7 separate regions of the Mus musculus genome follow, and all the other regions are linked to region 4. Evidence: chromatin contacts called from public HiChIP or PLAC-seq and promoter capture Hi-C data. All regions are on one chromosome and are shown on one strand. The core of a region is the stretch at or near the end of the contact, and the rest is flanking DNA. Distances in the headings are between cores, read along the strand shown. Region 1 has its middle 19 kb from the start of Ifnb1. Region 2 holds the start of Hacd4 (3-hydroxyacyl-CoA dehydratase 4). Region 3 holds the start of Ifnb1 (interferon beta 1, fibroblast). Region 4 holds the start of Mllt3 (myeloid/lymphoid or mixed-lineage leukemia; translocated to, 3). Region 5 overlaps Focad (focadhesin). Region 6 overlaps Focad (focadhesin). Region 7 overlaps Focad (focadhesin).

The links. Promoter capture Hi-C pulls out the DNA fragments that hold promoters and counts their contacts. HiChIP or PLAC-seq counts read pairs in DNA pulled down with a chosen protein or histone mark.
Region 1: a promoter capture Hi-C map of cranial neural crest shows a contact between it and region 4. The contact joins the enhancer-like site here to the promoter of Mllt3 in region 4. A contact is called at or near these places in 11 of 39 promoter capture datasets (the 3T3-L1 cell line, 3T3-L1-derived adipocytes, the C10 cell line and 8 more), 1 of 15 datasets of contacts at CTCF or cohesin (pro-B cells), 1 of 484 Hi-C or Micro-C datasets (uterus), 2 of 115 datasets of contacts at active chromatin or transcription factors (cardiomyocytes and fibro-adipogenic progenitors) and 2 of 9 other capture datasets (liver and macrophages).
Region 2: a contact with region 4 is called in a promoter capture Hi-C map of embryonic stem cells, with 5 times the contacts expected there. The contact joins the promoter of Hacd4 here to the promoter of Mllt3 in region 4. A contact is called at or near these places in 13 of 39 promoter capture datasets (the 3T3-L1 cell line, the C10 cell line, the HPC-7 cell line and 7 more), 1 of 15 datasets of contacts at CTCF or cohesin (the NIH/3T3 cell line), 2 of 484 Hi-C or Micro-C datasets (embryonic fibroblasts and embryonic stem cells), 2 of 115 datasets of contacts at active chromatin or transcription factors (bone marrow-derived macrophages and extraembryonic endoderm stem cells) and 3 of 9 other capture datasets (adipose tissue, liver and macrophages).
Region 3: a contact with region 4 is called in a promoter capture Hi-C map of liver, with 5 times the contacts expected there. The contact joins the promoter of Ifnb1 here to the promoter of Mllt3 in region 4. A contact is called at or near these places in 11 of 39 promoter capture datasets (the 3T3-L1 cell line, 3T3-L1-derived adipocytes, the C10 cell line and 5 more), 1 of 15 datasets of contacts at CTCF or cohesin (pro-B cells), 24 of 484 Hi-C or Micro-C datasets (B cells, CD8 T cells, the G1E-ER4 cell line and 13 more), 5 of 115 datasets of contacts at active chromatin or transcription factors (bone marrow-derived dendritic cells, bone marrow-derived macrophages, cardiomyocytes and 2 more) and 3 of 9 other capture datasets (adipose tissue, liver and macrophages).
Region 5: a contact with region 4 is called in a promoter capture Hi-C map of hippocampal neurons, with 16 times the contacts expected there. The contact joins the enhancer-like site here to the promoter of Mllt3 in region 4. A contact is called at or near these places in 27 of 39 promoter capture datasets (the 3T3-L1 cell line, 3T3-L1-derived adipocytes, the C10 cell line and 16 more), 7 of 15 datasets of contacts at CTCF or cohesin (the G1E-ER4 cell line, the NIH/3T3 cell line, embryonic stem cells and 2 more), 212 of 484 Hi-C or Micro-C datasets (the 3T3-L1 cell line, the 63-12 cell line, the AML12 cell line and 110 more), 26 of 115 datasets of contacts at active chromatin or transcription factors (the HPC-7 cell line, Th17 cells, Th2 cells and 18 more) and 5 of 9 other capture datasets (adipose tissue, embryonic stem cells, liver and 2 more).
Region 6: a contact with region 4 is called in a promoter capture Hi-C map of embryonic stem cells, with 4 times the contacts expected there. The contact joins the enhancer-like site here to the promoter of Mllt3 in region 4. A contact is called at or near these places in 5 of 39 promoter capture datasets (the 3T3-L1 cell line, embryonic stem cells, hippocampal neurons and 2 more), 4 of 115 datasets of contacts at active chromatin or transcription factors (bone marrow-derived macrophages, embryonic stem cells, neural tube and 1 more) and 4 of 9 other capture datasets (adipose tissue, liver, macrophages and 1 more).
Region 7: a contact with region 4 is called in an H3K4me3 HiChIP or PLAC-seq map of bone marrow-derived macrophages, with 3 times the contacts expected there. The contact joins the enhancer-like site here to the promoter of Mllt3 in region 4. A contact is called at or near these places in 4 of 39 promoter capture datasets (hippocampal neurons, liver and stem cell-derived epiblast-like cells), 1 of 15 datasets of contacts at CTCF or cohesin (the NIH/3T3 cell line), 2 of 115 datasets of contacts at active chromatin or transcription factors (bone marrow-derived macrophages and trophoblast stem cells) and 3 of 9 other capture datasets (adipose tissue, liver and macrophages).

What each region holds. Positions count from the first base shown.
Region 1 is chr4:88,501,666-88,505,811 of GRCm38.p6, reverse strand. No RefSeq gene overlaps it. Among named protein-coding and RNA genes, the nearest start is that of Ifnb1, 19 kb to the left of the region's middle. Within about 2 kb of position 1,866, at least 29 of the 459 cell types and tissues checked have an H3K27ac peak or open chromatin away from gene starts, as enhancers often do.
Region 2 is chr4:88,436,406-88,440,603 of GRCm38.p6, reverse strand. It overlaps Hacd4 (3-hydroxyacyl-CoA dehydratase 4), which reads left to right and starts at 1,689. Exons shown (of 7, transcript NM_025760.5): 1 at 1,689-1,771; 2 at 3,041-3,144. The coding sequence starts at 1,734.
Region 3 is chr4:88,521,502-88,525,707 of GRCm38.p6, reverse strand. It overlaps Ifnb1 (interferon beta 1, fibroblast), which reads left to right and starts at 2,914. Exons shown (of 1, transcript NM_010510.1): 1 at 2,914-3,683. The coding sequence starts at 2,934. The coding sequence ends at 3,482.
Region 4 is chr4:88,031,151-88,035,002 of GRCm38.p6, reverse strand. Mllt3 (myeloid/lymphoid or mixed-lineage leukemia; translocated to, 3) reads left to right here and starts at 1,596. Exons shown (of 11, transcript NM_027326.3): 1 at 1,596-1,919; 2 at 3,299-3,479. The coding sequence starts at 1,908.
Region 5 is chr4:88,343,286-88,347,156 of GRCm38.p6, reverse strand. Focad (focadhesin) reads right to left here. Exons shown (of 44, transcript NM_001081184.1): 27 at 2,340-2,578. Among named protein-coding and RNA genes, the nearest start is that of Hacd4, 94 kb to the left of the region's middle. Within about 2 kb of position 2,511, at least 17 of the 459 cell types and tissues checked have an H3K27ac peak or open chromatin away from gene starts, as enhancers often do. A contact at or near this core is called in brain, cerebral cortex, cortical neurons and 3 more, where this site is marked.
Region 6 is chr4:88,373,942-88,377,572 of GRCm38.p6, reverse strand. The region is part of intron 35 of Focad (focadhesin); the gene reads right to left. Among named protein-coding and RNA genes, the nearest start is that of Hacd4, 63 kb to the left of the region's middle. Within about 2 kb of position 1,507, at least 1 of the 459 cell types and tissues checked has an H3K27ac peak or open chromatin away from gene starts, as enhancers often do. A contact at or near this core is called in embryonic stem cells, where this site is marked.
Region 7 is chr4:88,410,981-88,415,124 of GRCm38.p6, reverse strand. It overlaps Focad (focadhesin), which reads right to left. Exons shown (of 44, transcript NM_001081184.1): 44 at 4,114-4,144. Hacd4 (3-hydroxyacyl-CoA dehydratase 4) reads left to right here. Exons shown (of 7, transcript NM_025760.5): 7 at 779-1,170. The coding sequence ends at 861. Among named protein-coding and RNA genes, the nearest start is that of Hacd4, 26 kb to the left of the region's middle. Within about 2 kb of position 2,599, at least 22 of the 459 cell types and tissues checked have an H3K27ac peak or open chromatin away from gene starts, as enhancers often do. A contact at or near this core is called in the NIH/3T3 cell line and bone marrow-derived macrophages, where this site is marked.

The DNA of each region.
Region 1 (4,146 bases), core at 617-3,116, 470 kb before region 4:
AACAAAATAAAAATTAGAGCTGGAGGATGATAGCAAATGTCTCCCTCTGGCCTCCGAACAAGCAGCAAATGCATGGCTAACAACACACCTGCACTAATGCATACATCACACACATACACACATACACTCACATGCACATGTACACACACACTCATACACACATATGCACATGTACACACACACGTTCTATCACTACTTCTCTCATATTTACTTGGAAATTTCTCCTAGCCAAGCCACTTAGTGCCAATGGTACACTTGCAAATAATATGTATACTGTAGATCTATTTAATAAGAAATCATCTATAGATATGCATTGATTAAAGCTTAGAATTGTTACACCCAAATGGAAAAATATGAAAGAAATAGTCTCTGAGATTTAGGAAACAGTTTATTTCTCTTTCATATGTTTGCTGAGTGGTTAACACCCTCAATAGCACATAATGACTTTTATCAACATTAAATAATAGTAACGCTATCTCAGTTCTAAGACTGAGACATATTGACTCTAATCTTAGTCCATGAGTCCTGGTTCCTGGGGTTCCATTTATTGCTCCATGTCCCTGAGAACATGAAAATAAGCTGTAGTTGATATAAACTCCAATTTAATTTCAGAGAATCACATAATGGTAGTATTTTATACCTCCATGAAATCTTAAAACATAATTATGCACTCATAAACCTTTATCGTTATTGGGAAATGGACTACACTGGGATTTAGGAAGCTTCAGAGCATTTCCCTTTTAAGTGCTAACTTGTTTGGGCAAATTGCTTACCAAGACTCCTTAGGGACTCATGGGAGTTTAGCAAAGGCTTGGTTGTACATAAATTTAACATCTCTCATTCTAAGATTTAATAACTTATCTGGCTTCTTTTTCTCTTGGAGATTATAACTGAATGTAAGAGATTTTTCTACTGTTTTGTAAAGACCCAAAACAGAAGGGCTGGCTTTAAGAAAAGTGGTAAAAGTATTTATTTGAATCTTCTCTCAAACACTAATATAGCACATGTCTTGAACAAACTTCTTGATTTTTCTAAAGCTTATCTTCATCCCTTAAACATGGGATAATAAAATGGTCTACTTTTATAATCCCCCAAAGGAGCTACTACACTTAAATCTCATAGCACAAAGGGACATTTGACAAAGGTGAGGCTCTGACAATCAGTGGTCCCAGCCTCATCTCCAACACTAAGCCCTGATAAGAGGTAATATATAAAAATGAGACTAAGGAAACTATAGTTTTGTTAAATATAAAGAGACATGTTGGTGATAAGTGACAAGTAGTGGAACAAAGGGTAAAGAAATGGTTCAACAACATCACATTCCCTGGGTACCAGCAGTGGGCTTTTCAGTATACAAACTCAAGAGTCATCTTTCCCTTCTCACTGGAAAGAACAATTTGCTTTAAAAAGGTTGACAGTAATCACAACGTGCTGCAATGGAAGGAGCTTTTCATTTCATAATAGTCATTAAGTAGTGAATTAATGTGTTTATTTTGGTAGGCCATTTTGTTCAAAAGTTTTCCTCGATAAATTGCATGTAAACAATTTAAATGCCCAGGCTCATTCAAAGATTGCCTGAGATTTGAGATAAACACAGATTAAAAAAAAAAAAAAAAAAAAAAAAAAAAAAAAAACGGTACTTGAAAGTGCTCTTGTAATTTAACCTCCAAATTCTGAATTCAGATGGAAAGTGGGGGATTTACCAAATATGAGCCGGAGACTCGTGTTTTCATGTTCTTTCATTCTGGCAGGAACTCTTGTTTCAATTGAAAACATTCCCTCACCATTTCAGAAACCCAGAGGGCAATTATGAGTTAAGACCTGGAAAATAAAACTGAGAGGAAAGACTGGAACAGCATGTGGTTGTGATTTTCAGGGCCACAGAGAGGGGAAGTGGTTTTCCACTGCAAGGCGTCCACTCCAGGGCATGTGAGCACTCTTGCCACAGGGACTGTGAGGGCAGGCAGTCAAAGCACAAAGAGATGGCTCATCTTCATTCATGGAGGAGCAGGTGCTCATCGGCCCTGCAGTTAGACCTGCCTGATTCAGGATCTTGAAATAATACTTTTCTGTTGACATTTGTGAATTCTCACACCCAATCTCAAAGATATGATCCTCTTAGATGCCGTTTTTCATAAAGACAGGCCTCGGTGGGTTGTAGGACTTTCCTAAGACCGTGGGAGTTCATTTAGAACTCTCTACTGCTGTTGTCTGTCTTAGAAGTTGTCTGGGGTTGGTCAGGGTCAGGGGGGATGGAGAGGAACAGGGTGGCAATTTTTGTTTGACAATGCCAGGTTGTAAAAGCAGTTCGAATCTGGAAATCTCTACAGCTTGCAGTTGCCGGTTCCTGACTTCCTTTTGAATCTTCTCTTACCATCCAGTGTGAAATCCTGCTTTATTTAAGCAAAATAAACAAGACTCATATCTACATATTTCATAGGGAAGCATTTCAGCTCCCCAGAATCCTTCTTAATCCAGACGACTAATCCCAATTCATCTAGAGTGAACCTTAACTTGTCTCTCCAGGTTACAGCAGTCCTCCAGCCTTGTGGCTTCTTCCCCTGGGGACACTTTCTCTGCCAGGTGTGTGGTCTGACCATATTTGTTAACTTTTTACTATTTGGTTTCTCACCTGTAAAAAGAGGTATTCCACAATAAGTTGGTATAAAGATAATGTGTATAAACACTGTATGTTTGTATGGCATTGTACGAGTGCAAAATGCAGAATGATTATCACCTTCAGTAACATATAGGTCTTCTTATTGGTTTCATTTACATTTTCCTCACTATGACCAGGTTTTTCTTTTAGAGCATTTAAGCCACGCAACCACTATGTTTACAGTAGTGTATCTTTAGTATAGTACTAGTGTGTCATTTGCTCTCAGTACGTATGCCTAGGTCTACCCCATAGGTTAGTTACGCCTAGTGAAGTTACCCATCTCTCTCTATGGGTGTTCATGGTACACTTCCACATCTTCCCTAGTTAAATGAAGCATAAAGCATAGACTCATAAAGAAAAAATAAAAACAAAATCTTGATAGGCTGCATATTACTTCACCTGTAGGTTTCTATAATGTTCTTTTCACTGAGAGAAGAAAACTCTGGGGTGGGGGCAGAGGGTCCATGACAGAGGTGGCCAGGCTTTCCCTTCCATAAAAAATAAAGGTGGTGATGATGCTGATAATGGTGGTGGTGCCTGTGAAGCTCACAAACATTGAGTATGTTCTTCCTTATACCAATCATTGGTTAGAAATCACTATTAACAACCAACTATCATATTGCTGTCTTAACCTCAGAGATCAGGAAATTGGCACAGAGAGTAAACAACTTTACAAGGTCATGTGACTATAACTAATTCAAATCCAAGAAATTCTAGGGCCTACATTCTAATCCAAACACATCCCTATTTCTCTACCCTTATCTGAGAACTTAGGACCTTTATGACAAACAGAATGGAATCTGTCTAGAACAAGTGTTTCATGGCATTGAGCCACAGCCTCCCTTTCTTCTGGGCACATCTTTCTTACTAGAGTGACTGATGGTCACTCTAGTATTGCTCTGTTTTCGTGCCTGATGGTCACTCTAGTATTGCTCTGTTTTCGTGCCTGAGGAAGGCATATTTCAAGCCAGGGTTTAGAATTTTAAGTATGTCATGGAACTAGAGGCATATGTGAAGTTTTGAAAATGGAGGCAACATGCTCATCTTTGTTTTTGCTGTTGCTTTTAAATCCCTAGCACTTAGGACAGTGTCCTGCAAGTGGTCAAACAGCAATACATAAAGGGAGGCATGAGAACTGTTGCAGTTTTAGTGATTCATCCACTGTGTGGAATCACCACAGCCAGCAGAGGTGTTCCCTGTGACAGTGCTTGGTGACCATCATTGAACATTGAGAGTTGTGAGACTCTGTCTTAAATGCTTTACAGAAATTGGAAAATATTAATGACTAAGACTGAGAGGAGCCAGGAACAGACTCTGCCAAAGATACAACGTAAACCCAGGGTACCCTCAGCTTTGTGTGCAGCAAAATGACAGCTGATCTTTCCGAGGAGACAGTTAGTTTACATTTATTTTAAAAGTATATGTTTATTTATTCTTTCTGTGTGCATGACATGCGTGTGTGTGCTTACTTGCCAAGACACACATGT
Region 2 (4,198 bases), core at 440-2,939, 410 kb before region 4:
CCTCTTCTCGGGCAGACACCCTGTCCTCCCAGCTCCAGTCTGTCCAGAACCCCTGGCTTCTGCTGGGTTTGGGCACAGATGGCTTTGGAAATAGTTTCTTGTCTATGTGTTGTTTGCTCTTAAGCTCACAGATTCACGTCCTATAATTGAAGCCCGAGGGACAGTAGAAAGGACTTGGGGAACCCTGAGAGTAGTTTCGGGAGTGTTGGGAGTCCAAACTGTAAGGTACATGGAGCAAAAGGGTGATAGGAAATGAGATAGGGCCCTGGATGTTGATGGCAGATGACAAAGGTTTGAGGGGGGTGTTTAAAAGAGGGGTTCTAAACTCTGGGGTTAGAGATCTGAAAATGCACCCCCTTCCCTCCACCCCTCCAGATAGGGTCTCCCTCTGTACTCAGGGTGCCTGGAACTCACTGTGTAGCCCAGGCTGATGCTGAAGGCGGAATCAGCTCCCCACCTCGGCTTCTAGAGTGCTGGGGTTACGGGTGTGAACGACCACGTGACATGAATTTGTTCCTACACTGCCATGAAGGCCAGTGTACAGGAGACAATGGAGACAGTTGAGAGGACAGTGCAGCCTCTGCCAAGGGGCTTGAGAAGGAACGGAGGCTACAGAGGAGCTGGCCCCTGGTGGGGGGCGGGGAGACACGGAACAGTGGGACATCTAAGAGGCAGACTCTGTGACAGCTATGAGGAAGGAAACCATGACCCAAGAAGAAAAATTGCTGACTGTAACTTCTAACCCTGCTGTTTATCAGCTGTGTGACCTGTGGTGAGTGACAATATTTCTTAAGGCCTCAACTTCCTTTTTGGTAAGATGGAAGCACTACCTTCCAACTCCAGCAACTATATGTAACTGTTCCACTTGTGGGTTTTGGGGGAGTTTTTTTCTTTTCTTTTTTTTTTCTTTATTTTTTCCCATTTCTTCTTTTTCTTTTTTGGTGGTGGCGGTGGTTTTTTTTTTTTTTTTTTTTTTTTTGGGAAAATACTTTGGGGAGCTGTTTTGTTCTCTTCACCTGGTAGAACAGAATAATTGGAATCTGATCTTCACGAACCCAGGAGGTGGGTCACTCTGTCTAGGAGATGGGATGCCATTGTCCCAAGAAACCAGGAAAAGATGTGTGGGAGTGTTGGCCATGGGCAGCGACATTAACTTAAGCGAATAACATTAACTTAATGACATTAAACATTAAATAAATGACATTAACTTAAATGAACAAAAGCATTTATGCACACCACTGCCACCCAGGTCTCTAAGTGTCAGGGATGGATTTCTGGAGGGCTCTGGCTCATGTTTGAACAGATATTGGGCCATTTGCCCTTAGCTTTCCTTCCTGAACCGTTCTCCTACCTTAGGGCTTCTAAGAAAGGCCCTGGCCACCCTGAGGATCATGCAACCTTAGAGCTAGTTATATCCAGTTAAGAGTATAGGCAGGTGAACTTAGGGGTCTCCAGCCACAGATCAGTAGCCTGGGATCAGTTTGGAAAGCCTCGGGCGGATGTGCTTGTTCATCCCGCATACTTTCTATGCCTGGCCAGCTCTCCTAGGGCAGCATGGCAGGAATTTGACTTTCATCTCCTGCCCATCTCCTGACCTCTGCTTTTTTTCAAAACTTGCTGAGTGTGTTGAGGCCCCGCCCTTCCCGAGCCCAGCCTGAGGCGTCCCGCCCCTACCGCTTTCCCAGCCCACTCCTGCTGCTTCCCGGAGGTGCCAGAGGAGCAGACTGTGGCCCATGGGGCCCTCGGTGCTGCCAGCCTGGCTGCAGCCCAGGTAGGATTAGGGGGCTGCGGGGAGGGAGGGGCCAGGGAACTGGGCAGAAGCCCACCCATCGGCTTTCACTCCCGCGAAGCTCCTGACTGTTTAACACTGCTCCTTCTGCCTGGTAGTGGATTGCATTTTCTCCTCCATAGCTCAGGACAGAGGCTTTGCTGTTTCCTTCGGTTTTTTAGTTTTGGAGATGAGGAAATGGAAGGGTGGGCTGCAAGGCCACCTCTTCTCTTTGTGCGCTCCCACAAGTTCTTCTCTTCCTTGTCCTTGCTGCGCCCTAGATTTTGGCACAGGGTGATTTTGACAGCATCCTGTAGCAGCAGCATCTGTCACAGGCCAGATTCCAGGGAAACTAGGGCCTGGGGGGAGTGCTTACCTGAAGCCTGGTGATGCTGATTGGCTTGCAGTTTTCCCCTTTTAACCCCTATAGCAGTTTTGGTCATCTGTTGACTGCTCCATAGAGTTTGCTTATATATCTTGTTTCTCAGAAGTTTCCAACTAAGAGAAGTCATTGTTAACACTAACAAGGCCACTCTACACATCCTTGTGCACACCGGGAAGCCCTTCACCTCCTTTTCCAGCTCCTCAAACCAAGAATCACCAATCTTCTTTTTTAAATTCAGTTTACACCCTGGCTGTCCTCTCCCCAGGAACCCACACACACACACAGCTTTACACTCAGCTTGACTTCCTTTTTTTTTTTTTGGCTGAGCAACTAAACTGCTTTCTATGTGCATTTGATGGAGAGAACTAGCTTCCCTTGTAAAATACAACAGGAGGCAGGGCCAGGAAGAACGAGAGTGCAACCCCAATCACAAAAGTCAGGTGTGTTCAATGACTGAGTCATAATCCAATTGTGACCACTCCCCTTTGATAACTGTAAGCCAGCTCTTTCAAGTTAATTTGGCAAGCTGAGCTACTGGAGTTCAAGCTGCCCAAATCAGTCCCTTTGCGTCAGTGTTTCTTCCCTGTCCCCTTCAACTTTCAAAGCTTTTCTCATAGTGGCTGAAAGTGTTAGAGAAACAAGGTTAGAATGTTATCAAAGATGAGAATGAAGTGTGGAAAAGAACTACCTTTGGTTTTAAGCAATCTCAGTCAACATACTCTTGTTAGATAAATTCATCCCATCGGACTCTCATGGGTTTGGAGGGACAACCCAGTGAAAGACCCCAATATAGAACTCTGACCTGGAACAGTTTTCTTTTGCTTGCTCAGTTTGACTGGTACATTACATTAAAAGATGTGTTTAATGGCATTTTTCTGTATTTATAGGTATAGGAAGAATGTATATCTTTTCATCTATTACTTAATTCAGTTCTGTGGCCACTCATGGATACTGGCAAATATGACAGTCAGATTCTTCTCATTTGGGAAAGGTAAACACTCCTAAATGGTTTCGATTTCTAACTATTATCCCTGGATTCATCTGGCCTCACTGATTTTCATTTTGAACTTCTTGCATCCTGCATCTGGAACCATTCACGTCTCTGGAGTTTGTTTTTCCATAAGTATACTTAACTATTTCAGACTTAAAGGGAGAAGATGAGACCAGGCGAGAGGGGCCTGTCTTGCCCCAGAGCTGCCAGTTTGCTCTGAAAGCAAAAACCTATCTTTGGAATGTTCCATTTTGGTTCTGCACAAAACTCATAAATTAAACACATTTTGAAAAGTCTGTAAGTTCCAGCCTGACATTCTGTGCAGAGCAATGAGAAATTAATAAAATTCCTCCACTGCGTACTCATCCCCAGACTTAGGGTAGCTGGAGATGGCCAGTAACTGAATGACAGACAAACTTTATGCCCCCAAGACCCTGTTTGATCCCTCAAGAAGTAATACGTACATGACACACACACCGATGACTAGTCACCGACAAGCAGTTGGTATTGATGACTTGAATCATAAGCTTCCTTCAGTTTCCTAAAAAGTCAAGAATTCATGCTTTAAACTATTCACTTCAGATTGTTAAAGAGTGAATCACCAAGTGACTGTCAAAACAACCTTCTCTGAGTCCCATCCCCACATGAGTAAGTGTCATTACAGTTTACAACTGTTTGGTGACTTGACAATTTGAGCAACTGCTGGTTTAGCTAAAAACAAACACGAGCGTAGCTGGAAAAAAAAAACATGCTGAACTCATCAATCAAGTCTCCTGTATCACACTCATCTGTTAGACAGTAACAAACTCTCCTGTGTCTCTCAGTCTTACTGAAAATGTATACAATCTTGCCTTTGTTATTAATCTCAAAGCCAAAGCAGAAGGCTTGAATGTCAACCATGAGAGCTGAGAGTTTTCAACCAGAGGAAGACTGAGACACAAGTGGTAGGAGGCCATCAGCTCTGTAACCTTGTTAGGATAGGCTGTGTGATCAGACTGCAGCTCATTTACACCCCAGGCCCCAGTCAAGAATTCTGATGTGGCCCTAACCCTAG
Region 3 (4,206 bases), core at 1,665-4,164, 490 kb before region 4:
AAACACCATGACCAAAGCCAGTTGGGAAAGAAAGGATCTATTCAGCTTATACTTCCACATCCCAGTTCATCATCGAAGGAAGTAAGGACAGGAACTCCAGTAAAGCAGATATTGAGCCAGGAGCTGATATAGAGGCCAAGGTGGAAGGTTGCTTAATAGCTTGCTTCCCATGGATTGTTCAGCCTACTTTCTTGTAAAACCCAGACAAATGTTAGCACCACCCACAATGGGCTGGGCCCTCCTCCTTCAATTATTAAGTAAGAAAACCCTACAGTTGGGTCTTAAGGCAGTGTTTTTTTCTTTCTTTTTTTCATTTTACTTTTTATTAGATACTTTCTTTATTTACATTTCAAATGTTATCCCCTTTCCTAGTTTCCCCTCCAAAAATCCCCTATCCTCTCTCCCCTCCTCCTGCTCTCCAACCCACCCACTCCTGCTTCCTGGCCCAGGCATTCCCCTATACTGGAGCATAGAACCTTCACAGGACCAAGGGCTTCTCTTCTCATTGATAACTGACTAGGCCATCCTCAGCTACATATGCAGCTAGAGCCACAAGTCCCTCTGTGTGTTTTCTTTGATTGGTGGTTTAGTCCCAGGGAGCTCTGGGGTTACTGGTTAGTTCATATTGTTGTTCCTCTTAGGGGGCTGCAAACTCCTTCAGCTCCTTGGGTACTTTCTATGGCAGTGTTTTCTAAATTGAGGTTCCTGTCTCTCAGATAGCTTATGTCAAGTTGACATGAAACTATTCTGCACAGATGGCCTCAGGCTTACTCTGTAGCCCAGACTGACTTTGGTCTTGCAATCTTCCTGCCTCAGTCTCTCAGGAACTGAGACTATAAGTCTGTGCCTTCATGGCCAGCTTATTTGGGCTTTCTTACTCAACTTAGCTTATACTAAGTTGTTGAAAATCTCATGAGCAAGAATCCCAGAAAACAAATCAGAAGTTATGTTCATCTTTCTGATCCAGCCTCCAAAATCATCATTGGTTCTTAAATATAAAAATCTGCCCAGACCTAAGAGGAGACACAGACACTCCCACACACCTTTCAGTGGGTGAACCTAAAGTCATGCAGAATAAGAATTCTGTTTCAGCTGGTTTTGAAAAACAAAATCTTTGTACTTCAAATGTTTGAATAAATTTATGACTCGAGTTGACGGCACCCTAGAGCTTTTATTACTCTGTTCCCTTTGCAGATATGGTTAATGAAAATGGTAACCTTGGCCAATGATGTGGTTCAGCAGATTTCGGGATACTACATGATCAAAGAAGAGAACAGACTTCTATACATTGTCTTCTTACCTCCTATCTGCCCACTGTGGCACTCACACCCATCATTCCTGCCCCCACCAAATAAATGTACATTTAAAATTATAAAATAAAAATTCCTACGTCATTTTTTGTTTAACTTACATTTTTATAAACCCACTAACAGCAGACAGGTCTCATCTTTATCAGTCCCTCAAGGTTCTCTTCCTGGCGTCTGGCTAGTTTTAATTTTTCTGTGGGGAACCCCCTGGAGAGGGCAGAGAATGATGTTTTCCATTCTTTATCACCAGCATGGTTCTGACACTGGCCTTTCCCTGGCTTTCTTGGTGGCTTTGCTATACTGAAATGTATAATTTGTCCACAGTCACATTATCAGTATTTCCTACTATGCCTTGGAATTCATGTATTGATAAAATAGAACACCCTTCTTCCAATGTCATTTTTCACATTCCTTTATTTGGTCATTTGACCTTCTAATCCACTGCATATGTTTTATGTATCTTATAATATTGAACAAATCTCACTTTGCCCTTAGTCAATATGTAATAATGTTTATGTATTGTTGGATTTTAGCTGTGATATATGTTTCAAAAGATTCAAGGTTTTTCTCCAATGGAGATTTCTCCCAAAGAACTCATTTTTGTGACTGTGAATAATTTAACAAAACCTATTGTTTTGTTTTGTTTTTTAAAGTTTCTTTTTTACTTCATTTCTAGAGTTTCCGACTCTGGTTTTTACTATTCTAAATAATTATTTAATACGCTAAGCTCTTGCATGAGAGCACTGCAGCTGTGATCTGAGTTATATGCACAAGATCCTGGAATATTTTCATTATCCTGGAGACACTGTGTTACTAATAACTCTGTATTTGTTCCTGCCAGTACTTACTCTCTCCTGTGGCCCCTCATTGTCCTTGCTCCTTTAGAAGTGGCCCAAGTTGGTTTTTCTCACTTCTCAGAGCTCCCTCTTCTGTTGCTTTGGTGAAGTGCTGGGAAACTTGGCTGCTTCTCTCTCTGTTACCCACTCACAACCCTTCCTTCCCTGGTCTCTTGTTTTGACACTGCTCAAACTGGACCCCCACTTTAAGCAGTTTCTCCAGGATGTGGGGTTCTCTCCCAAAGGGAGCTATGGCCCATTGATGTGCCATTTCTCTTATAGTACACTATTGTAAGCCCCCTGGGAGCTCACAGAGACCCTCTCCCACCATCCCACTATTTCAAAGGGCAGCAGCTGTGCCATCCTTTCAGGATGAGCAGCTACTCTGCCTGGCTTTTCAGTGGACACTTTGGCTGTTTGAGAGTTCTTTTATCTTCAGGGCTGTCTCCTTTCTGTTCTTCTCTCCTGGATATTTCTCTTCCTTTGCTCCAGCAATTGGTGAAACTGTACAAGATTTTATAAATCCTTAGTTTGTATATATTTTAACCCAGTACATAGCATATAAAATAGCCAGGAGCTTGAATAAAATGAATATTAGAAGCTGTTAGAATAAGAGAAAATGACAGAGGAAAACTGAAAGGGAGAACTGAAAGTGGGAAATTCCTCTGAGGCAGAAAGGACCATCCCTTATAAATAGCACAGGCCATGAAGGAAGATCATTCTCACTGCAGCCTTTGACAGCCTTTGCCTCATCTTGCAGGTAGCAGCCGACACCAGCCTGGCTTCCATCATGAACAACAGGTGGATCCTCCACGCTGCGTTCCTGCTGTGCTTCTCCACCACAGCCCTCTCCATCAACTATAAGCAGCTCCAGCTCCAAGAAAGGACGAACATTCGGAAATGTCAGGAGCTCCTGGAGCAGCTGAATGGAAAGATCAACCTCACCTACAGGGCGGACTTCAAGATCCCTATGGAGATGACGGAGAAGATGCAGAAGAGTTACACTGCCTTTGCCATCCAAGAGATGCTCCAGAATGTCTTTCTTGTCTTCAGAAACAATTTCTCCAGCACTGGGTGGAATGAGACTATTGTTGTACGTCTCCTGGATGAACTCCACCAGCAGACAGTGTTTCTGAAGACAGTACTAGAGGAAAAGCAAGAGGAAAGATTGACGTGGGAGATGTCCTCAACTGCTCTCCACTTGAAGAGCTATTACTGGAGGGTGCAAAGGTACCTTAAACTCATGAAGTACAACAGCTACGCCTGGATGGTGGTCCGAGCAGAGATCTTCAGGAACTTTCTCATCATTCGAAGACTTACCAGAAACTTCCAAAACTGAAGACCTGTCAGTTGATGCCTCAGAATGAGTGGTGGTTGCAGGCAACCTTTAAGCATCAGAGGCGGACTCTGGGACTGGTAGTGAATCTACTGCATTTGAAAGGTCAAAGGAAAACAGAGTTTTTATTAATTTATAATTTAAATTATTTTCTACTTTTTATTTAAACTTTTTAACCTCAGAAAATAAAATATTTATAATACAAAAAGTCAACACGACAATTTAATTTCTACTGGTTTCTATAGCCATCTATGTTAATAATTGCTGGACACTTCTTATAAAGGGTTCTTTGTAAAGTACTCCTTTAAAAAAAGTAGTATAGTTTCTGGCTCCTGCCTTTGAGGAACTTAAAATCAAAAGGAAGACACATGCAATACACAAGGTAAGAGATAATGGGAAATCTAAAGCATCTAGGGAAATGACTGTGGCATCACCTGCTATGGGATTGATAAAGGAAGCAGCAAGCAGGTGGCTCTAAAGCCAGAACCTGGGGTACCTTCTGCTTCTCCTCTATTGCTGGGGCTCTGTGCTTATAAAGTTACAGCCTGCCTGGGCATTTAGGGTGGCCAGACAGAGGAATGTATCACCTCTTTTATTTACCCCAAAACCTTTGCCATCAGGGAAATGATCTGCTCCAGGTTTAGTGAATGTGTATGTGCTTCTAAGCCTACAGATGAGGAGCCCCTAAGCACCCCGATCCTTACTAAATGCCTTTATCTTGCTCCTC
Region 4 (3,852 bases), core at 347-2,846:
CCTGGTCCTGTCTAATCCCCATCATCTACTTTGTGAGCAGTGGGAAAAACTGAACGTGGTCATGGAGAACCTGGGACGCTCCAGGAAACCTCCTTCCCGTTATTCTCAAGTGTTCAATGCAAGGGCCGAGTTGTGCTTTCATGGTCTCCCGGCGAGAGGAAAAGAAGAAAGCAATAAAGTTGAGTCAGAAAGAGGAAGAGAGACAAAAAACACAGGGAGAAAAGAAGTTGGCAATCTGGAGAAAAAAAGATGGTGAACAAAAGATAAACTCTGGAAAACAGCCACCACCCCAAACCAGTTCAAAAAAGGAGTTAAGAGCCAGAGAGGTACAAGAACTTTAACGAAACAAAAGTCACACCCATCTTTCATTTTCGTATATCGTCTAGATCTTATCCGTTTCCTTTTTAAAGGTTGTCTGTGTTTCTAGAGGAAGCTAGTAACTCTTTTTTTTTTCTTTCTTCTTCTTCTTCTTCTTTTTTCGCTTCACGTATGGCTTGATATTCTACCCGTGGCCACTGAGACAAACTACAATCGGAGATGGAGCATTTGTAGAAGAGCAACTCTAGAACACTTCTGCGAGGGGTTGTCACCCGGGAGCCTAAATGGATTAATACCCAGAGATGGATTATGTTGGCTGTCACCAATATGCCTAAAGATTATAATCCAATTTATGCACATTATAGTCAGTATTAACTTTATCTATTTTAAGGTTCCCAGTAGTCTGGCGCGCCCTTAGAGAGAGGGCAGACCCTGATGCAACCCAGCAGGTTGTCAGCGAGGGGGAAGCCTCCTGAAGCAAACAACTGGGAAGCGGGTTCCCTAAGGCTCTGCGACGGGCACTCCCAGGTGTCCCGCCTCCACCTGGGCACGGTTCTCAGCCCGGGAACACCGAGGCGGGAGGCGTTTCCTAGGAAGGAAATGGCATTCTTGTTTCGCGTTCATTTCTTTTTTTCTTTTCTTTTTTTTTCTTTTTCTTTTTTAAAGTTTTCAGTGGCGACGGTGGGAGGGCGGGGTAGGTTGGTGGCTCGGAGTAGATAGGGAAAGGGATTTAAGGTTGCTGGGGGCTGTTCAGTCCCAGAGATTGCTATCAGGAGGCTTTTTTCCCCCTTCTTTTTTTTCTTTGGTAGCGTGGATTTCTCTTGCTCTCTGTTTAAATAAGTTTGTTTGGGTGTGCGTTCTTGCGATTTCAGCACAAACCCGCAAAAATCCATGGTGGAAAGTAAAAACAAGCCCGCTCCCCCTTCCCAAACGTGCTCACTACCGCCAAAGACTTGATTTAACAACCCCTTCTCCTGCGGCTGGGGGGCTCCAGGCAGTGGCCACATTCCAGCAGTTTTAATCCGTTTTTTATTGTAGGGAGAACGGAGTTTGCACAGGGGCCGGGATGGCTCCCCAGCTGGCCGCTCTCCCAGTGCCGGGCCCCCTCCCTCCATTTCCTCCCCCCTCCCCCATCAGGAACCTGTTACTTTAAGCGAGGCGTTCCAGTGTGGCGCTGCGGGCCGCCGGGGTTTCGGGGAGGCGGCCGCTGATTGGCTCTTTCGAGCTCCCCCTGGCTCGGTCGCTCGGCCTCCCCGCGCGCTCCGCCCCGCCCGCACGCCCTCCCTCCGCCCCTAGAGGCTCGAAGCCCGGGTGTCAGGCGCCACGGCGCATGCTCCGGACTCATCCTCTGGCCCCGGAGCTGCTGCTGCTGCTGCTGCTGCTGCTTTTGCTTTTGGGGCTGAGTTTAATAAGCGAGCGAGAGAGCGAGCACGGGGTGGGGTGGGGGCCAAGGCAGAGCATGTCCGCCATCTACCCTCAGCTCCCGGGCGCGCTCTCATTCATAGCAGCCTCTTCATGAATTACAGCTGAAGGGGGCGGGGGAGGGGGGGTACCACACAACACCCCGGCAAACCTCCGGGCCCCCAGGCATGGCTAGCTCGGTAAGTACATGCAAAAAAAATAATAAAAGCCCCCCTCCCTCTCCTCCTCCGCCCCGCGCCGCCGCAGCCCAGACAGCGCCAGCGCTCCGCGGTTCCAATTAGAGAAAGGTTGGTTTTGCTCGCGGGGAGCTGCCGCCTCTCCCTCCTCCCCACCCCCCCCCCCCCCGGCGCGCGCGCACACACTCGCACACTCGCCGCCACCGCCACCGCCACCCCCCCCCCCGCGCCTCCCGCCCGCCTCGCCTCTTTGCAATCGCAAGAAGCGCACTCACACTCCCTCTGGCTCACACACGCGCACACACACACTCACACCCGGTGGAAGGAGGCGAATAATAACTCAGCCATATTTCAGCCGCCGCCGCCGCCGGGAGCTGCGGGCACGGTCCGGGGACGCGGCGAGCAGCCTCTGCGGCCGCACCTCCGCCGAGCGCCGCGGCCGCCACGATGGTGCGTTCTCCGCGGCGCGCGCGTGAGCCCGAGTGTGCGGGCTGACAGCGGCGGGGCTGCTCGCAACTTTGCCCCAGCGGCCGGTGTGCGCGACCGGGGCTCCGCGGCGGTCCGCCAGTAGCCCTGCCTTTCTGCGTTTTGTGGCTTTCGCTGGGGGGGCGGGTGGGGGGAGGCTGGAGGGAGTTTGCGACCACTTTGGCTCTTGAAAGTGTGCAGCGTTGGCTCTGTTGGGCTGGCCTTGCTGGTCGTGGGGGGCTGTTCGCCGAGGGGTGCGGGGTGCTTTGAGTTGGGGATGCCTTGGCGTGTTTTCGTGCGGGCGTGAGTGAGTGTATGTGTGACGACGTTTCATTCTTGTGCACGAACCCCGTGGTAAGAAAGAACACGGGAGTTTGTGCCCATTAGCAGAGGCTGCCTGTAGTTTCCATTCCGCCTGGCACCGCGCTCCACACGCACGCACACATACACGTACACAAAGACTTCCTCGGCGTGTGCCTGTCGCCGCGGTACTTTCGGGGAGGGGGCTCGCTAGAAACCCCGGTCCCCTATCTCAGCCACCTCCCCTCCCACGCCGGGAAAGCGCCCCAGCATCCCCTCCTGATTGTCTCCTAATTTGTTACCGACGCGTTTGTTGTCGTGCTTGCCGTGGTGGTCGTGTTCTCCCCTTTCCCCGACCCCCTTCGCGACTAGGGGTAACATTCCGTTACAATCCCGGCCGCTGTGTAGCGGCGCCGGGGGCCCCTGCGGCCCGGCCCGGTGTATCTGGGGGTGTGGGGTGTGCGCGCCCACGCGCGTGAAACGTGGATGGAGAGGGCACTGCCGTTTCCTTTTATGTGCGTTTCAAGGAGGAGGGAAAAAAATGTCAGGCGCAATGTTGAGCAGCGAACGGTCGCCTTCCTGTTGTTCACGGCTGTCTCTCCTCCCCCTGCCCGCAGTGTGCCGTGCAGGTGAAGCTGGAGCTGGGGCACCGCGCCCAGGTGAGGAAGAAACCCACAGTGGAGGGCTTCACCCACGACTGGATGGTGTTCGTGCGCGGCCCGGAGCACAGTAACATTCAGCACTTTGTGGAGAAAGTCGTCTTCCACTTGCACGAAAGCTTCCCTAGGCCAAAAAGAGGTAGGGCTCGAATACAAAAGAGACTTGATAAAAAATGTCTTTGCTCCGGGAGGAAACAATCGCGGGGCCCCGGCGCTCCCCGGGCCGTTCCCCGCCCCCCGCGCCGCGCTTGCCGGGCTAGCCTGGGACCCGGGGGCGCGGCGCCGTGCTGGCCAGGTCTCTGCTGCCCGCGCGCGGGCGCGCGCGCGCGTGAGTGTTCGACTTGGGCTTAGGGAAAGTCAGCACAGAGAAAGGACCGTCAGGTGTCGCGTGTTTATTCCTCCCAGCCCTCTTGGGTTGCTGTAGGTCCTTTGGGGACCATGTAATTAGTTACTGGGTTTGGAGGTTTGGAGAGCAAAGCTGGAGGGAATAAACAGTTTGCACCTTTCCACAC
Region 5 (3,871 bases), core at 1,262-3,761, 310 kb before region 4:
TCCAGCCTTCTGAAAGGGCAGCCAGTGCTCTTAACCACTGAGCTATAGCTCCAGCCCCTATGTTTGATTATATTTTTAAGATTCATTTTACTTTAAATTTTCTGTCTGTGCTTGTTGCCTGTGTAGGAGTGTGTGCACATGATGCCCTTAGATGCTAGAAGAGTGTATTAGAGCCCCTGGAGCTACAGTCAGTTACACTGAGCCACTCAACAAGGTACTAGGTGCCAAAGTCAGGTTGTTTGGAAAAGCAGCAAGCACTCATAACCTCTGAGTCTGCTCTACAGCCCCTAACCTTTATTTTATGGGGGAAAAAAGCAACAACAACAACAACAACAACAAAAAGACAAGTCTGAAAAACTACAACATCTGGTAATATTGTAATTACTAATTAAAACAACTACTGGTAGAAAGAACAAATAGTTCTGATTTATCTGATCTAAAAGAAATGGGCAAGTAGGAACCAGGGATTATTGTATGTTGACCATACTGTCAAGACACAGGTCCCAAGAAAAGAATAGTACTATTAGGCAAAGTTAACATCTACAGGCCAGGCATGGTGGTACACACTTTTAATTCCAGTACTCAGGACTTTGAGGCCAGCCTGGTCTGCACATCAAGTTCTAGGGCAGCCAAGGCTACATAGAGTGACTCTGTCTTAAAAAACAATGAAACAAACCAATCTACCAGTGTTCTCAGTGACTCAGCCACAGATGAGCTTCCTGTGTCCTTGTCCAGGATTCCCTGCAGGTACAAATTCAAGTAAGAGAGACAGGGGTGGAAGGCAACCTGGGAAGGATGATTACATTAAACCCCAATGCAAACCTGATAGTCATAAAGCCACTGCAGCACCTTATTCCAAGTTAATGAAGAAGTGAGCCCAGCTGGGATGGGATGAATCGAGTCGCCTACAGCTGAACTGCCAAGGGCTCGGTTTTAGATGGAGAAACATACGGCTTGAAAGCAAACGGAGGAAGAGCCTGAACACAGATGGTGAGGAGAGCACCATTTGTTGCATAGCAGCAAAGGGGAAAATCACTTTGAAGCCTTAAGCTTTTACAAAACACTTTATGTTCTATCAGACACGGGAGGAATGGAGGCGTCGATTCCCATGCAAGGGGCATATTCTTTGTTCACATCTAGAGCTGGGACTCCATGAATATTCTGGGCATGTCTCATTTTCATTTGCAGATACTATGCCAGTCATTCCACTTGTCTGACAGATGCTTCCAGAAGCTAAAGATGTCCTCTTGAAATATACCATTCCCAAGAGCATTAGCAATCTCCCCCAAAACACAATAGTGTTTGTTCAAGGTAAGCAAATTACAAACACAAACTTAAATTGAGCACTTTAGATGCTGTGTAACATCATTCATTTTATCCACAACACAGTGTTTTCTTTGGGACCACTAAATGCTACCAACTAGGAAGTGTAATACATCTAACAACATAGCTAGATGTTTCTCCCTATATCCTATTTCCCATGTAGGAGGAAGCGGCTGAAGTCCAAGTCACTACCATCAATATCCACAGTAAAGAAATATTCATGTCAGACTGCACTACGATCAACCTGGATGCATAAAATTCTAAGGTTTAATATAAAATACAGGGAAAAGACAAATTATTAACAAAGCTAAGATAGTTTAATTGATGTGTAGAAAACTTGCCCATTTAATGGAATTTTCCACCTGGGTCTTTCATATTCCTTTTGCACCATTCACTGATAATGCTTAGCAGCCGAAAAATGAGCAATCAAACCGAATAAAGCACCCAGCATAATATGCACAGATTAGGACTCTTTAAAGATTACTAACTGTAGTCAGGGCACAGAACAAAGGCAGCATTTAAAGCTGAGCACATGCTGTTCCGGGTGATTCTGTGACTCTCAGCACCTCTCTGCTACATGGGACTCCCCAGTTGTTTCTTCCCAGGTTATGGAGATGTCAATAAAGGAGCAACAATGAGAGGGGGAGGGGGAAGTTCCTCTTTACTTACAGTCCTCTAAGACGGTTCATGCCTATTAATTATACATTTGTACTACTATCTCAGCCTGAGATGATTTTCAAGTAACCAGTCACTTGAATACTAACCCTTAAAGAATACTAATATCCATGTAATATTTTAGGCAGTCAAACTCACCCATATATGAGAATAAGCAATAAATTCAACCATTTCAAAAAGTTTAGCAAGCACATACTGCTCAGATGCAATGTTTAGGTCCCTGCATGTATGTGTGTGTATGTGTGTGTGTATGTGTGTGTATGTGTGTGTGTATCTATATCTATACATCCCATCACCTAAATCACAAAGAGGAAACACAGCAATACTTCAGTCAACTGTACCTGAGCTTCTCTTCACACAAGCGAGAGAGAAACATCCCCAACGCAAGGCCCATGTGGATTTGCACGGCCTGAGATTCATCAGCACTTGGTTTCCCAGGTAACCTGGCAGTCAGCATGTTCAGGATTTCCTCAACCTTCTCTTTGCATGAGATAATGAAAACTGGCACTAGGAGAGACAAAGCCGTGGCGGCAGCAGAGCGCGCAATAGCGCTCGCTGTGTTCTCGCCAGAATAGGACTTCTAGAGCAAGCAAAGAAAGAAATCGGGTTAGCCTCTTGCTTTAAAACACAAAGGGTGCACATCTGTCACATGGGAGCTTCTCCTATACCTGCACATAAAGGAGACTCTCACTGTGACTTTTTGCACACCCAGCTTTCAGTCAATGTGCCCATCTACTACCGAGGAATGTGCTCTGAAATTAAGATGGAATTCTAAGTGCCCATGTTTCAAGGCTGCGGATTCTCTCACTATATAAAGTCAGTTTCAGTGTTTTTAAAAGCCTGCATGCAAATAACAGGAAAGCCAAATGGAAAGCTGCCTGAACATAGATGTGCTACATTACAATTGTTCAGAAAGCTAGGACTCGTCCAGAAAAGAAAAGGGGAAGGGCTGTGGATAAGAGTTAAGTTCACTGCGGAGGAACAGGTGGAAGTTCAGCACAAGGATCTATTGGCACATCTCCCAAATGTTTGTTTGTGGGAACACAACCCAAAGATGGGCTATTTTCTACAGGGGATTAATTCCTTTTACTAAAGAGGGAAGTTGTTGAAATTCTAAAATCTTCTGGTTACAAAGCAATAACCAGCTATTCAAAAGGAAACTGGGGGCTCTACATGTGCCTTCTGATATGCAATTATGGGAAGGAAAATGAACAACAGCCCTAATAAACTGACAGAGCAGCCGAACATGAACAGCATCTGCAAGAGTCCCACGTTAGAGCCCTCTGCCACACATGCTATACATTTCGTAAATGTGCCTCAAGTAGGGAAGAAAGTCTCTCTATCTGCCTCACTGTTATCCACTTGGGATTTCCAGACATGCCATAGAAGCGGCCTTTATTCCCAGCAGTCAAAGCACTGTACGGTGTGTGTTTTAATCCTGTGTGTTGGCTCCCTAAGCCCTAGGGCTTTAAGGATACACATCAAGCATACAGGACATCATACTGTACACTAATACAACATTTTCAAATGGCAATGCTTCTTAAATGGACTCAGCTACGTATGACACGGGAAATAAAGGAAGTGACTTTTGAAATATGTCCTTAAAATATGTAATAATGTAAAAAGAATTAAAGGGGTAAGCAGAAATTCTGAACTGGCCAATAAAGAGTTTGTCTTACTGGTTCATAAGGACTAAGCAGAATGCCTAGGATTCTCATGTAGTGTGTGTCCTGGTGAGTGTCTGACCCACACAGTTACTCTATATACTCCAAAACAATTTAAGCAAATTGTTCCTTTTCTGGAGGATTCTTTCTCTGAACAAAATTTAACTTCCAATTTAGTTTTCCTTTACCTATTTTTTTTTGTTGTTGTT
Region 6 (3,631 bases), core at 258-2,757, 340 kb before region 4:
GTGTGCTGGGTTCTGGTGATGGTGAGTGGTCTTGGTTCCTGTTAGTAAGATTCCTCCGTTTACCTTTCGCCATCTGGTAATCTCTGGAGTTAGTAGTTATAGTTGACTCTGTTTAGAGATTGTTCTTCTGGTGATTCTGTTACCGTCTATCAGCAGACCTGGGAGACAGATTCTCTCCTCTGAGTTTCAGTGCTCAGAGCACTCTCTGCTGGCAAGCTCTCTTACAGGGAAGGTGCGCAGATATCTTGTATTTGGACCTCCTCCTGGCCGAAGAAGAAGGCCCAAAACAGGACCTTTCTCAGACAGTGTGTTGCTTTGGCAGTTCCCAGGTGGTACAGACTCTCACCTAAGCAGACTAAATTCCTAAGTTCCTTGGAGTCCCGGGACCAAGATGGCGACCGCTGCTGCTGTGGCTTAGGCCGCCTCCCCAGCCGGGTGGGCACCTGTCCTCCGGTCCGGAAGGTGGCCGGCTGTCCCCGGCCCACACAGGGTGCTGCCTCAGCGCCTCTGTGCTTCTGCCTGTTCCAGAAGCTGTCAGGTTCTCTGGCGCACCCTCTCACCTGTTCAGACTAATTTCCTAAGTTCGGCGGGTCCCGGACCAAGATGGCGACCGCTGCTGCTGTGGCTTAGGCCGCCTCCCCAGCCGGGCGGGCACCTGTCCTCCGGTCCGGAAGGTGGCCGGCTGTCCCCGGCCCACAAAGGGTGCTGCCTCAGCGCCTCTGTGCTTCTGCCTGTTCCAGAAGCTGTCAGGTTCTCTGGCGCACCCTCTCACCTGTTCAGACTAATTTCCTAAGTTCGGCGGGTCCCGGACCAAGATGGCGACCGCTGCTGCTGTGGCTTAGGTCGCCTCCCCAGCCGGGCGGGCACCTGTCCTCCGGTCCGGAAGGTGGCCGGCTGTCCCCGGCCCACAAAGGGTGCTGCCTCAGCGCCTCTGTGCTTCCGCCTGTTCCAGAAGCTGTCAGGTTCTCTGGCGCACCCTCTCACCTGTTCAGACTAATTTCCTAAGTTCGGTGGGTCCCGGACCAAGATGGCGACCGCTGCTGCTGTGGCTTAGGTCGCCTCCCCAGCCGGGCGGGCACCTGTCCTCCGGTCCGGAAGGTGGCCGGCTGTCCCCGGCCCACAAAGGGTGCTGCCTCAGCGCCTCTGTGCTTCTGCCTGTTCCAGAAGCTGTCAGGTTCTCTGGCGCCCCCTCTCACCTGTTCAGACTAATTTCCTAAGTTCGGCGGGTCCCGGACCAAGATGGCGACCGCTGCTGCTGTGGCTTAGGTCGCCTCCCCAGCCGGGTGGGCACCTGTCCTCTGGTCCGGAAGGTGGCCGGCTGTCCCCGGCCCACACAGGGTGCTGCCTCAGCGCCTCTGTGCTTCTGCCTGTTCCATTTTCTCAATTTTATGCAAAGAACTAAGACTAATAAGCTTAAGCGGCTTGCCTGAATTTACATATGCTGCAAGCAGCAAAACTGGGATAGAAACCTGAGTGCTCAGACGCCTGTATGAGTTCCTTCAGGGTTCATAACCCTTTTGCAGCATTGAAGGGTCATGCCAGAGTCTGGAGAGACAGCTTAGTAAGAGGGCTTGCTCTTCCAGAGGATCTGAGTTTTATTCCTAACATACACACGCACACGCACACACACACACACACACACACACACACACACACACACACTCAGCAGCTCAGAGCTGTCCTTAACTCCAGCTTCATGGCAATTCCACACACACAGTAGGCAATGACACTGACATGGATGTACATACATACATACATACATATAGACAGACAGACACATGCATACACACACAAACATAAACCTTTAAAGAGGCCATGCCATTCTTCTAATTAACAAATCTTCACACGTTGCCCACTAATAAACTGCTGTGAATTTACCATAAGAAAAACTATAGTACAAGAGAGAAATCCACCTGGATAGAGATATTCATTAAACAGATACTTTAAAATGACCCATAGAGGAATGACTAATTTTGATATATCAACTTGATGAAGTATGAATTACACTTATTTATTGTGTATATTCAAAAAAGCACAGGCATACAAAAAAACAGGGAACAAATTTTGAGAGTCAGTTCTCTTCTTCCGTGTGGGTTCTGGGCATCACACTTAGGCTGTCAGCCTTTGTGTCAAGCTGCCTTGCACACTAAGCCATTTTGCCTGCCCCTTGATGGGATGTGCTACAGTCATATATGAGTGATAATGATGGTGACAAACGTGAAATTGAGAACTATTAATTAAAAATACAAAGTATATGATTCTAGTTACTTTCTGTTGCTTTGTGAAAGACATCATGACCAAAAGCAATTTGAGGAAGAAATGGTTCTTATCAGTTTTTAGGTCCCAGTCTATCAACTGCCATACCCAAAGCAGGATCTTAAGGTAGGAGCTTGAAGCAGAGTCCATGCAGGAATGCTACTACTGGCTTCTTTTTTAATGGCTCACATTCATGGAGCTATCTTATACGGTCCAGGCCTATACCTAGGGACGGTACTGCACACAGTGAGCTGAGACTTTATACATCAATTATAATCAAGAAAATGTTGTAAAGACATGCACACAGGCCAATCTAAGAGGCAATTCTTTAATTTAGGGTCCCTTTTTACAGGTGTGTCAAGCTGGTAAGTTTAGCCATCACACACATACAAATATTTTAAAAAGTAAAATTTGTACATGAATAAAAGTAGTAAGTTGACAAATATTCTTAAATACTATCTAAAGAGAATTATAGATTGATGGGTGGGTTTTCCCTTTAAGAATAGTTTAATAATGATTGAAAGAAGACATTAAGAGTTGAGGATGTAGCTCAGTTGGGAGAGTACTTGCACACCATGCTGTGTGCCCCGGGCTGGAGCCCCAGCATCCCATAAGTCAGACATGGGGACACGTGCCTAATGTGCCAGGACTTGAGGTCAGAAGTTCAAGGTCATCCTTGGCTACACAGTTAGTTCAAGGCTTATCCTTAGGTACATACGATGGTATCTAAATTAATTGATTAACTAACAAATTAAATAAATAACAAACCTACAGGAAAGCTCTGAGATATTGACAAATATCAAGAAAGTGCTGCACTGCTGTGCTTTTCCTATGTCCTCCATGTCTCCTGTCACAGAAGATAAATGACAACTGTGCTCATTTACAGGAGCAGGGGTTAGGCTACTCTCCCTTTATAGCCTTGGCCAGTCTGGAGGTTACTATATATCCCAAGATGGCCTCCAAACCCCACCTGGCTCAACCCCTCAAGCACTGGGATTACAGGTGTGAGCCCTTCTGCTCCCTTAAGTCATTTTTAAAGTCAGTGCTAGACACAAGTGTGCATTTGTAGTAATGTTTCAGAATTGTATGGGTAAAATATTAAAAATTAAAAATATTAAAAATGGCACTCTGAGCCAGGCAGTGGTGGCACACACCTTTAATCCCAGCACTTGGGAGGCAGAGGCAGGCGGATTTCTGAGTTCGAGGCCAGCCTGGTCTACAAAGTGAGTTCCAGGACAGCCAGAGCTACACAGAGAAACCCTGTCTTGAAAAACAAAAACAAAACAAAACAAAAAAAAAGGCATTCTGTTTCATAACCAATTCTATAATTTCATAATAAAACCAACCTTTTAATATCATTTAGAGTATATCCAGG
Region 7 (4,144 bases), core at 1,350-3,849, 380 kb before region 4:
GGATAGAGAAAATATGCTGCATGCTCACACAGTGGGTCATCTAGCCACAAAGCCTGAATTTCTGTTATTCCAGAACAACGAAGAGAAACAGAGAGCACATTAAGCAAGGGCAGCTATAATGTTCTTGCTTATGTGTGAAGATTTAAGAACTGACATGAAAGTTGATTAGTAATTATGTGGGGCTGGAAGCCAGCAGAAGGGACGTGAGATTTGATGAATGCATCTCTCATGCACGTGTGGAAATATCACATTGAACCCACTAATAGGTACAGTAACACAGAAAACCTGAAATCAAAGAGTAAAGTTATTTAAAAGTAAATTAATTGGAGGTAGGGTGGGCTAATAGAAAACTATATTTGAACAAGCTCGACCGATTAAATGTTTTCCAGGAGAGTGGGGAAAAGACTTTTATTATTTACATTTTCCTGCCTCTACCCTTCACAAATTATCAAGATAATAATCATATCTGGGAGATAACAGCTCTCAAGTATAAGGATACCACATACAAATAAAGGAGGGGGGGATAGCTTAGAGATAGTGATGAACGCTACCAACGGGGGGTGGAGGGGAAGGGGAACCCTGCCTTAGAGTGAGTGAGTAGGATGAGTTTGCTTGCACTGCCTTCCTGTATAAGATCTGGACAGTTCATGTGCTCTAATTGAGTCTTCCTTGTTAACTGTGGCTGCTCCTAGAATTCAAACAACCCTCTGCCTGTATCCTAAAACCATGGATCTTTACAGATAAATGATTAACCAACCTTACTCTTTTTGCACTATAGGTATGTATTTCACCTACAGCCATCTTTATACAGAAAGAAAAGACTTCCTCCGAGTTTTTTCTGTCAAACAGAAGAACGTGTGAGGTAGCCTGTCGAACAGGTGAGAAGATGGACTGGTGGTCTAAGCTGCAGCAAATACAACACTGGGCATCTGCTAGCGAAAAAAAAAAACATAGAACTGGACAAAAAAAAAAAAAAAATCTACTGTGGTCCCGTGTTCTAAAGCTCCTGAGCTTTAAGAACAAATCCCCAAAGGTGCAGCAGACACTGCTTCACCAGGGCCGCGGGCTTTATACAAGTTACATTTATAATGAGTTTGAAAACTCTGAATGTTTTCCTGTAATGTTAATGAGAGATAGATTCACTGGAGTAAATTCAATTGACTTGAGAAACCAATTGATTAACTTCTGCACTCGCAACTAACAGATTTATATGAAGGGGATGAGGTAAAAGAGTCCCCTCTGATTCTAAGATAACAAATTCCCCTGCCCTTAGAACCATGAACATTACATATACCCAGAAAATTAAGCATCTTCCTGTATCTTAGTTCAGGTTGCTGCTGTGTCATGAAGCGCATCCCTACCTTATAAAACTTGGCTGTCAAAACTACAGAAATGTATGTTTTAGGGTTTGGGAGACTTGGATGTACAAGAGCAAGATGTTAGCCAACATAGTAAGATTAGTATAGGCATAAACTGTAGACTGGGTCAGCCTCTCGATTAGAAACACTGCTAAGTTGAGCTGTAGCTAGTAGAGATAGAAAGACAATCAGACTTCTTAGATCTGACAGAATGCACCCTGGAGCTCTTTTGAGAGGTGATCTTGCATCACAGATGATCAGAGGTGTCTCTTCAAATGCATAGGGGCTACTTATCTGCTCTGACTAAGATGATGAGTTCAGCATCTTCAAACTCTTCCACCATCTACTCACTAATTTCCCAGTGGCTTCTCCACTTTGCATACAGCACTGCCTCACCTTAACTACTGCTCACTTAGTCTGGTTTATTGCAACAAAATATTACTAAATTGAGTGATTCTAGAAATGAAAAGGCTTAACATCAGGATGCCAAGTGGCAAGTGACTTTTGAGCGTGAGATGCAGATGGATGCCTCCTTGCTGTGTGGCCAGGCCATAGAGAAGGTGGCCCTTTGGTTACTATGGAGTTATTATGACTGTAACATGATTTTAGACAATTGCATAGATGCCCATATCTGTGCCAAATGTACACCTTTCCAGTCCAGTCTATGCTTGGATACTTCCAAGATGCATACAGTAGCTTAAACCCTACACAGGCGCATGCCCAAATACTTTGTGTCTTGGCAACTTGTGTTTTCAAAAGCTGACAGGAGAAGACTTGTAACAAAACCCTCCTTTATGTAGTTACGGACATGGTCTAAAGAAGCAGCTTCCTGTTTGTGTAAAAAAAAAAGTGAAACATCTAGACCGAACAATTTACCTCTTACTTGGGGTCACACAGGTAATCAGGAGGGAGGTTATTATAATTTCAGTGGCACAGCTTTGAATTTAGTCTTTAGTGCTAGCAACGAAGATTCTTTAGCGGACCAATAGCCAGACAACCCCATGACTTGTCCATCCATGACTGCTCAAAACCAAGAGCTCGGAAAGTGAGGGCTGAGGATTACCTTATTTCCTTCTTTTTGTAAACTTCTGTTTTCCTGTGAAGAGCAGGAGGAAACACCAGGTTTGAGAAGAAACCGGACTGAAAAGACATGGAAAATCTGAAATATGAAGTCTAGGCAGATTTGTGCATTCCTTGGGCAACAGCAAATGTTTGGTTGCTGATTCACAATGAGAAAATGTCTCCAGTGCCAACTTCCTCTTCACTAATCATTGTCTCCTGTGTTTCCAAGGTACTCTGGAATCCAGAGCACTTTAATGCATGCAGAAAAACCTGGTCTGTTACACTACTCTCAGGCTTCCCTGTGCCAAAGGCCTGGTGTTTTTCTTAGCAGATGTGCACCTTAAAGTGGGAGCCAAGATGTCTGATGCAGTAGAAATAGATATTTTTGCTCCATTTTAAAGCCGAAAACAATGTTCCCCATGGTACTGTTGCAAGACTTCAAACAAGCTAAGCAAAACGAAACATCTAGTGTTTTCACAATCTGGTACCCAATAGTAAATGCTAGATGACTTTCAGTCTCTAGTTGGTAGGACATACACAACAGTGCATATGGGAAGGAGAAGAAAAGCTGGTATACATTGCTTCTACCTTCTTTTTTCTCTTGGCTTAAACTATCTCCTTGTAGTCCAATCTGTGAAGGAATTATATATTTGGAAACTAGAACCAGTAGTGCTGCTGTAACTCAGTGCCCTTTGGGACAACAAGAAGATACATGCCACCCGTGAATGTCAGCAGTTCTGTGTTTGTGAAAGGCCAGGCACTTGTCTTTGTATGGAAGACACAAAAGTGCCTGACTTTGGTGCCATGACTTTCCTTCCTAATGATCCCCTGTATGTGTATTCAGATGACTGGTTGAAGACTGGGCCCCAGTTGAAGTCACAATGATCAACAAGCATCAAAAGTATAATGCTGCCTGAGTCTCTAGCCAATGCCAGAGCTGAAATCATGATACTATCTTTAGACCACTAATACTTTAAGCTTTTAGGTCACTAATATTCTGGTGGAGAGATCTTCAGTCTTATAAAAAGATTGATCTTCTGAGGAGACATGTATCCCTTTTTGCTGGTCTAGCATCCTATCATCTTTCTCCCAGGGAAACCCAGTTCAAGTTTGCTTGGGGCTACCTCCTCTGTGTCCAGGACTCAGGTCAACACCTGACTTAGGCCTAACCACTGAGTATATCCCACCTGTCAGGGACCCAATACTTGTTAAAAGACCTACGTGTATTCCTAGAGTCTGCCCAGTATTGATTCTGCCATGCCGGTGGGGGAAAGAACTGTTCTTTAGTCTTGGTAATGGTAGCTGGCGGACGTTTTGCTAAGTAGGAGGCATGCTCTCCAGAGAAAGAGACCACAGCATCAGGATTTATCAGACCAACCATGAGTTTCTTGGTTTGTGAACTAATAGCCTCCTTTGTGGCCACTAATGTTGTGAATTGGATAACTTTCACGTGTATTCATGACAACCCAGCATGGGAATTCTACCTATCACTGATGAGTTTAACTTGGGTACCAGTCAGTATCATGCCTAGTGATTGGAATGTGCCTAGCAGTTCTCTTAAGTGGGGGTTTTATCAACAAGAATAAAACTCAATGACACAGCTTCATGGAAAATAGATTATCACAACCTTGTCACCTGTATGGTTTGCTTTCATTGGCAAAATCTTCCCACACACTTAAAAATAAAAGTCACATTGCACAAAACTCATAAGATTATTTTACTAG